Regions from separate parts of the Mus musculus genome. Here region 1 is linked to region 2. Evidence: chromatin contacts called from public promoter capture Hi-C data. All regions are on one chromosome and are shown on one strand. Each heading gives the region's core, a stretch centred on a gene start, on an enhancer-like site or on the middle of the called end of the contact. The rest is flanking DNA. Distances are from core to core; before and after follow the strand shown.

Region 1 (4,083 bases), core at 1,355-3,854, 1.3 Mb before region 2:
TGTTTTTTAAAAAAATTTAGGAACACAGCTACAAACTTTCATGTGAAATTTCAAAGTAGCTTTATGTATAATCACACATTCTGTACATAACAAAGGTGTTCTTCAGGAGTTCAATGTAAGCTATACCATGAAGCAGCATTCAGCAACAAAAGAAAAGAAGTGTGCTTAAGCTTCATAAAGACAGGGGTTAGTTATAAATGCATGTTACTAAGTGAACATAGCACACATGCATGAAGGTCCCACACTGCATAGTTCTAAGCACATGATGTTCTGGAAAAGGCAGACCTGTGAAAGGGTGGGTGTTGCCAGGTGCTCAGGGGAAGGGATAGAGGATTAAATAGGTGAAGCCTAGGAGACTAGACACCTCCTATGCAGGGTGATAAGTTTTCTATACCACACGGCAATTGTATCTACATAGTGTTATACACTATGTCCAAGCTACTTACTGGCGTGGTACAAACAGTGAATTTAACACTGATAAAAAAAAAAAAGAAGAAGAAGAACAAACAAACAAACAGGAGGTAGGGGTTCCATGACAGAAAGCAGGACTGTGGGAGACCGAGTGCAGGACCAGTGTGTGGAACAATCCCACTGAAGGTGGCAGGAGATCCTGGCACTGACCTAAGTCATTTGAGAAAAGAATAGGGACCCTAAGCAAGGCAAAGGAGAAGGAGGAGGACGAGGAGGAGGAGAGGGGGGTTAGAAACAGAGGAAGGGATGTGAAACAAGTGGGGATGTGGTTCAGGCCACAGTAAAGGGGGAAGGAATGAGGCAGTAGGACAAAATCTCCTTTTGGAATCTGATTGTCAGTTCTCCAGGAGCTTTTGTGGTTTTGATAGTCACCATTTGTGACCCAGCTGCTTGCCCAGGCAAGGACACACTCCATGACAAGAGCTCTAACAAAGAAATCAGTCACCGCAAAGCAGGTCTCAGGCAGGCTCCTCCTGTCTGCAAACAAACAAACAAACAAACAAAAACAAAAACAACAAAACCTGAGCTTATTCCTATATAAACAAAGTAAAAATGAAGGCCTGTGGCTGGTTTTTCATATAATTCGGTGTATTCAAAAGCAAGACATGTCCACATGCCTGAAATCTTTAGATAATGGAAAGGAAGGGAGAATTTCCTCATTTTTCCTTTTTGTTATTACATTAATTGGCCTTATTTCATATATAGGTACAACACGTAGCCTGTAATTGGTTTCAAACCACCAAAGTAGATATCCTTCAGATGCCAAGGGCTATTCTCCTAATTTCTGTACCTCCAGGTAAGGGATTTAATGTATATTTTTTAAAGAAGGAAAAGATGCTTTTAACTTTTGTTAAGTGAGTCGATTGGGGTGAGAAAGATCGCTGTTCCCAGAATAACCTCAACAGCTCATCCTGTAGAACTAGAAGCCAGTGGGCCAGTAAGAGGAAAGACCAGTAAGGCTGGAACACCAGACCCTTGATGAGGCAGCTGAGCTGTCCAGTTCTGTGCCTAGGAACTAGTAGAGTCTGGAGGAGATGAAACATATATGTTGGCTGTGGGAAAGGATCTGAGATACTGATTTGAGTGTCCTCATCTGCTGCAAGCACAGAACTCTCTTGGGAGGGCACCTGTGGAGAGGTACCAGGAACCTGTTATCACGGCAGAAGACTAGAATGAAAGATTCTGGGAATGGCCAGGAACTGAGTATTGGGCTCTGTATGAAAAGGTTCCAATGGTATGAATAGTGTTTAGCAAAGAGCTTTTTGACTAGAGCCCTTGACTTAGACGGAGGTAAGTGTATGGAAATGTGGGTGACAGGATGATCGGGACCAAGTTTAACCATAAAATGCTTCTTTTGGTAAACACAACTTTGAGAAGAATCAGGTGACTCCATTGTTGTATCACCATCCAAGGAGCTTCCCAAGGCTAAGAAGCCAATACCTGGCCATGCTGACTGTAGCACTGTGAGAGGAAACAGCTCACAGCTGCTACACTGGGCACAACTGTTTAACAAACACTTATTGAGAGCTACCCCTCCCCTCCAAACCCCAGGCCCTTTGGATCCATAGAGAACTGAAAACAAGGTCTCACTTGGAGGAGGTCACAGTCTGGAAGGCAAGACCTTAATGATCATCTATGACCTTGACAAATTCTTTCATTCCCTTACTGGGGCCGAGGTAACATCATTCAAAGCTTAGTTTCTGTGTTTAACAGTGGGTGACCGCAGCTGTGCTCTTTCTCATTCATAAGAAGACAGTAATACCTCCGAACATACGGGGATTTTATAAAGACTGAATAGGTTGACAAATGGGAATTGAAGGGAACCCAGAAAGGGCTGGCACACAGAAGCATGTCAGGGTTATCTATTTTTTTTCTTGTTTCTACTTCCTAGAGCTGCTGAGCAGGTGTGGCAGGACACTGTATCACTGGCTCTTCATGGAACCCTGCCCTTTCTTTTAAAAATTTAAGAATTATATGCATGTGTCATGATTCAAATGTGGAAGTCAGTGGGCAACGTGCAAAAAATATTTTCTTCTACCATGTGGCTTCCTGAACTCAAGTTGTCAGGCCAGAGTTAGATGCCTTTACCCACTGAGCCACCCCACCAGCTCTACACTTCCCCTTACCAGCCACAATAAAGCCAGGCTTTAAGGAAGTCTCCATGCTGGCCTGTGTTCCTGAGTGTGGCTGTTTAGGTTCTGAGGTCTGAGTGGCACTCTCCACGCCTTGGTCTCATGCCTCTTAGCCTCAAGCCCCGTGGTCTCATGCCCCTTGCTCTCACACAAGGTCCTTTCTTCTTGCCTTGCCCTCTTTAGCCATTTCAAACTCAGACTCCAACTGTCTATCTCATGTCCCATATAAGACTCCTGGATTTGTGCTACTTTCTTCTGCCTGTTTTACCAGTAGTGGGTCATTTGATTTGGCAGGCAGAATGGCTTCTTTCCTGAGAGCAACCCCTTCTCAGACACATGTTCCAGCTCCTCATGGCCTGCAGTGGGCCTACCAGGGTGGTTCAGGAGATATAGGGTCTGCAACTCATTGAGTCCATGAGAAACTGATAATAGATAACAGCATCAAAATAAACCAGGACAGCTTCACATGCAGCAACTGTGATTTATTGAAAGGGCATGCTATAAAGGTCCAACCATGAGCCCAGAAGAATAATACCAGCGTAGACACACTGCACTGTGTCTGTGTCTGTTTCTAATTTTCCCACCAATGTTTTGCTTCCACAGCCTATGCCTTAGTTTTATTATCTATAAAGCTGGGAGGGGAGAAATCCCTGAGTGTATGTGTGCTATTGACATGAACCAGCCATGTCAAGGATGCCAGAGCCTCAGACTCAGCTCATGGAAAGCCTTCTTCTGGGTCAAGTGTGAATGCTGACCATGTGTGAAGGGAATATCTACCATCTCTCTGTCTCCTGGATGTTTACATCCTGAAGACTGCTCTTCTATAGAGGCTGCTCCTCCTGAGATTAGTTAAGCCGTTCCCCTTGTTCCAGCTGTATACCAGAAATCCTGTCTCCTTGTTTATCTGTCTGTAGTGGTCCTGCTTCTGTGTCAGCTGTATGCTATAACAGGGCTTCTCTGGGTACTGCTGAGCTTCCAGATGCTGAGGTCTTCCCTTCTGAGAGACCAGGCGATCTGATTCCAGTTTTTCTGTCTGCATGTCTGTCTGTCTCTCTTCATTCCCTCACCACCCAAGTTAGGTTCGAGTACCTGGAGACAGAGGACCTACGCAGTGGGTCATAGAATGATTGAGTGCAATCAAGAACAGGATGTGTAAGAAGTATATGCTTATAAGTGTCCCCATGACTGTCCCAGGAATCTCTTTCTGGCTTCAAAGCCTGCAGACTGTCTCTGTATTGCTTATCCACTCTTCTTTCCTACACATTCCACTGATTTGTTGGGCCCTGCCACTCCCTCTGAGAATTCACTTCTTTTTGCATCTTCTCTGGGTTTCTTTCTTTCTTTTAAATCCAAATCCGAGCCTCTCTTTTTCCAGTTCTACCCCATCTGATTTATCCACTGTTTCTCTCTCATGTCTACAGCTCTTAGAATGTACATGCATTAATGATTCCTATGAAAGAGCTATTAGATGTTGGCTCTT
Region 2 (3,907 bases), core at 793-3,292:
CAGGTAGCCTATTATATCAACCTCATAACGAGTCTTCTTGCCTAACAGACATCTTGCACATGGGCTTTTCTCGGAATTCTTCCAGGACTATTGTAAAGCACCTCTACCTTCTGAGGGCTTACTGGACAGCTGTATAAGCTACCATATATCCTGCCCACATGTCTGTCCCTGTACTTCTCACAGCAGCTGAAACAATCTGCTTATTTATCCCTTCCCCTTGAGAACAAGAGTTGGCTGGTGTCTTTAATCTACAGCATCTGATTCAGTGGCAAGCAGAAACTATGTGTGTGTCTTTTGATACCCTCCAATACAAAGGCATTCCCAATTACAAAAATTTGCTATATTTGGGCTCAGAAGGTAGTTCAGTGGTAAAGAAAATAGTATTACCCCAACCATTCTCCAGCACCACTAAGAGAAAAAAAAATATGTCTTTTTTTTAAAAAAGATAAACTTTTTGGGAAGATATATATGCCTAACTTGACTTATAATTTTAATTTTAAAAATAAATCAGCAGTACCCCAGAGCTCTTGACTCTAGCTGCATATGTATCAAAAGATGGCCTAGTCGGCCATCACTGGAAAGAGAGGCCCATTGGTCAGGCAAACTTTATATGCCCCAGTACAGGGGAACGCCAGGGCCAAAAAATGGGAGTGGGTGGGTAGGGGAGTGGGGGGGGGGGGTGTGGGGGACTTTTGGGATAGCATTGGAAATGTAATTGAGGAAAATACGTAATAAAAAAATTAAAAAAAATAATAAATCAGGTATGGTGGTACATGCATGCGATGGGAGGAGGGAAGCAGTCACTATGACTGCAAACAAAACATCCATGAAAGTGTTCTACACCTAAAGCTCAGCGCCTTGGCTTTTCTTTGCAACGACTTCTACAATTTCCGCACCATTTAGTTCCAACTGTAGTAAGAACTCATAAATATCTACAGTTTTATCATTCAAACCAGGCACCAATTCCGAATGTTCACTTGTTGACTGAAATTTTCCATTTGGACATACACACCATTATCTCTTCAAGAAGGGGGGGAAAAGGTCAACCTTAGCATTTTTCTATTCCAAGTAGCACCATATCCCTATGGTTTTGAACAACAAAGAGACAACAACAGTATTTTTGCAAGGAAAAGTCCTATAGTCAAAACTCAAAAGTAGTTAAAAAACAAAACAAAACAACAACAACAAAGAACCCCAGTAATCCTCTAGCTTTCCTGTTAACTGAGAAAACGACTAATTTATGTAGTCCCACTTGTGTTAAGAGAAACGGGAGGTGGGCTCTCATAACAAATACACCCCTAACTCTGGAGTTCTTCGATCCATATTCTTATCATGGCAGAGGGAGGCCAGAATTCACACATTCTCTGATCCTACAAGGATTAAGGATACAGTCTACCTCTGATAGTAATCACTACATAAACTTGGCACACAATGCCCTTTGGGATGTGATTTCTCGTCTCTAAAACAAAAGTGTGGCCAGGAGTCCTTATTTTGCAGTTGTTGTTAAGTTCGGTTCTTACATGGAAAACATCACATTGTTTTGTTTTCCTTGTTATTACTACCCTTATCCTCCCTGGCCCAACCATTCTGACTTGTATTAACCGAACGATGCTACGTCCTTCCCCTGTAGCCGGCTGATCGCCCCTTCCTTCAGAGCAGAGACTTTTCTGAGGCGTCCGTATCCTTCCCCTCCTTCCCAGGGTTGGAGCATCCTTTCGGTCCAGGCGTAGTGTGGAACTTCCCAGGCCGAGCCTCCGACCCCAAGTTATAGAACCAGCCAAGAGTCCACGAATTCGAGTTTGTTCCGTTTGGAGAGAGTCAAAAGTGGCCACAGAACCTTAACCCACGCAGGGAAAAGGCAAACGAGCTGAGATTTCTCACCTTGCCTGGTGCGACTGGGGTGCCGCTAGGTCCCCGCGACATGAACTTCTTTCTGAGGAGTCAACGCGAGCGCCAACCCCGCGTTTCACCGCTCACCAGAGCAGAGACAGGGAGCCAGGCCTCAGAGTCCCCCCCACCCCGCAGCGACGCCGCGTATCCTAGCAACGGTCACCGCGCGGAAAACGCTCCTCGTGATTGGCCTGCGCTGCGCCTCAGATTCCGGTACTTAAAGTGGGGGTGGGGAAGTCTCGCGAGATTTGAGAACAGTTTCTTCCCTCCCTCCTTCCTTTACTCTTCTCTTATCCCTTTCCCAACTCATTGCACACTTTACTGAAATAAGTCTTTACTCTTTCTTTGGTACCAGAGTTTCCCACCCCCCCTTTCTTTTAAGCCTAAGTTTGTGAGAAAGACTATGTAAAGTGGTTTGAGTGTCCTTAAGAGAATTTGTTTTAAAACAAGCGCTCTGTCTTTTAAATCACTGAGTAGCTCAGAGTGTTAAGTATCTCATTGGAACTACTCCTGGTGCGAATTTAGTTTTTTGTTTATTTCATAACTAAACGTTTAACTTACCCTGGCCATCTCCTCTCCATAAAACTGAGTGATTGCATTGGTTCCTCCAGTAGTCCGAAACAGTGGAATCTAAGTTCATTGCTTGCTAGTTCCAATCGAACCCAGAAACTGAATGAGAGCCCTAAGGAACACAGCAGGGATCTATTTAAGCAGAGATGCCAGCCTCAGCAACTATATCCAGGTTTTAAGACTGAAGGTGTATCAACAGCAAGCTGCAATATTTTTGTCAAAAAACTTGTAGCCTGTTCTGCCAGATTGCCTAATTACGTTTTTTTTTTTGGGGGGGGGGGTATTTGTTTTGTTTTTGTTTTAATTTTAGACTGTCTTTGTAGCCCTGCCTATCCTGGGAACTCGTTATGTAGACCAGCCTGGTTATATGGATCTTTCTGACTCTCCTAAATACTGGAGTTAAAAACTTGGACCATCATACCCAGCTTCTTAATAAAGTTTAATACATTGATTTTTCTGATTTTAGTTTACAGTTTCTGTGCCTTCCATTTAAGAACTCTGATAGATGTAACAGTTCAAACTGGCAGGACAGGTGTTCATGACCCAATTTTAAATAGACTAATTTCCTATAAATCCTTTGAGCAGTGTTCCTGTATCTTTTATGTGATGAAAATAATACAGAACAGAGCATCTCATTTAATAGCCTCTCAGCTTCCAGAGGGAAGGAATCGATTTTATTTGACTTTGGTCATTTTCATTTTGTCTTTGCTTGATTGTTTTGGTTTGTGTGTGTGTGTGTGTGTGTGTGTGTGTGTGTGTGTGTGTGTGGTACTGGATGCCAGGCACTGTACCACTGGGCAACATCCACAGTCCAAGATTTTGTTGTTGCTGTTGTTGTTGTTTATAGGAACTTACTTGGCCTTCATCAAATAACTGAGTATTTTAAGTGTACATTGTGTCAGGTTCTTTTCTGTCTGATGACCTCATCGTCTTAAACTATAGATTATGAACTCTTGTGGGCTTTAACGCAATGTGGGGGTTTCCCCTCAAATTTACAATTCTGAATACACAGTGAACAAAAGTTAAATTAGAAACAAATTGTAATGAATCAGGTGTGTCCTGCAACACTCACCCACGCTGCATCTCATGTTTCACTAAGGCTTTGGTTCTTAAACACATGGGTACTCTGCATTCCCAATACTGCCATAGCACACTAGTGCTAGCTGAAACACCTTGGCTCAGATTCCAGGCTACTGTATGCTAGGAATTGCAATGTTTTTACTATATAATTTCTCTAGTCTTATGAAAACATAAACCTTCTGGGTACTGAAGTAACATTTTTACACTCCAACAGAATCCTATAACGAAAATTTTGGAATTTTGGTTTCTTTTAAAAACATAGAAATATCAGGATATGTTTTCATTTCAATCCTAAATACGGGATATGGGCTGCTTCAGATGGTCCACAGCAGCAGACTATGATTTACCTCATGCTCAGGCAGGGGTG

Evidence for each region. Promoter capture Hi-C pulls out the DNA fragments that hold promoters and counts their contacts.
Region 1: a promoter capture Hi-C map of pre-B cells shows a contact between it and region 2. The contact joins the enhancer-like site here to the promoter of Ift74 in region 2. A contact is called at or near these places in 6 of 39 promoter capture datasets (cranial neural crest, frontonasal cranial neural crest, hippocampal neurons and 3 more) and 6 of 115 datasets of contacts at active chromatin or transcription factors (the SCID.adh cell line, astrocytes, embryonic limb bud and 3 more).

The regions. Positions count from the first base shown.
Region 1 is chr4:95,883,477-95,887,559 of GRCm38.p6, reverse strand. All of the region lies in intron 14 of Fggy (FGGY carbohydrate kinase domain containing), which reads right to left. Among named protein-coding and RNA genes, the nearest start is that of Hook1, 82 kb to the left of the region's middle. Within about 2 kb of position 2,604, at least 16 of the 459 cell types and tissues checked have an H3K27ac peak or open chromatin away from gene starts, as enhancers often do.
Region 2 is chr4:94,612,626-94,616,532 of GRCm38.p6, reverse strand. It overlaps Ift74 (intraflagellar transport 74), which reads right to left and starts at 2,042. Exons shown (of 20, transcript NM_026319.3): 1 at 1,882-2,042.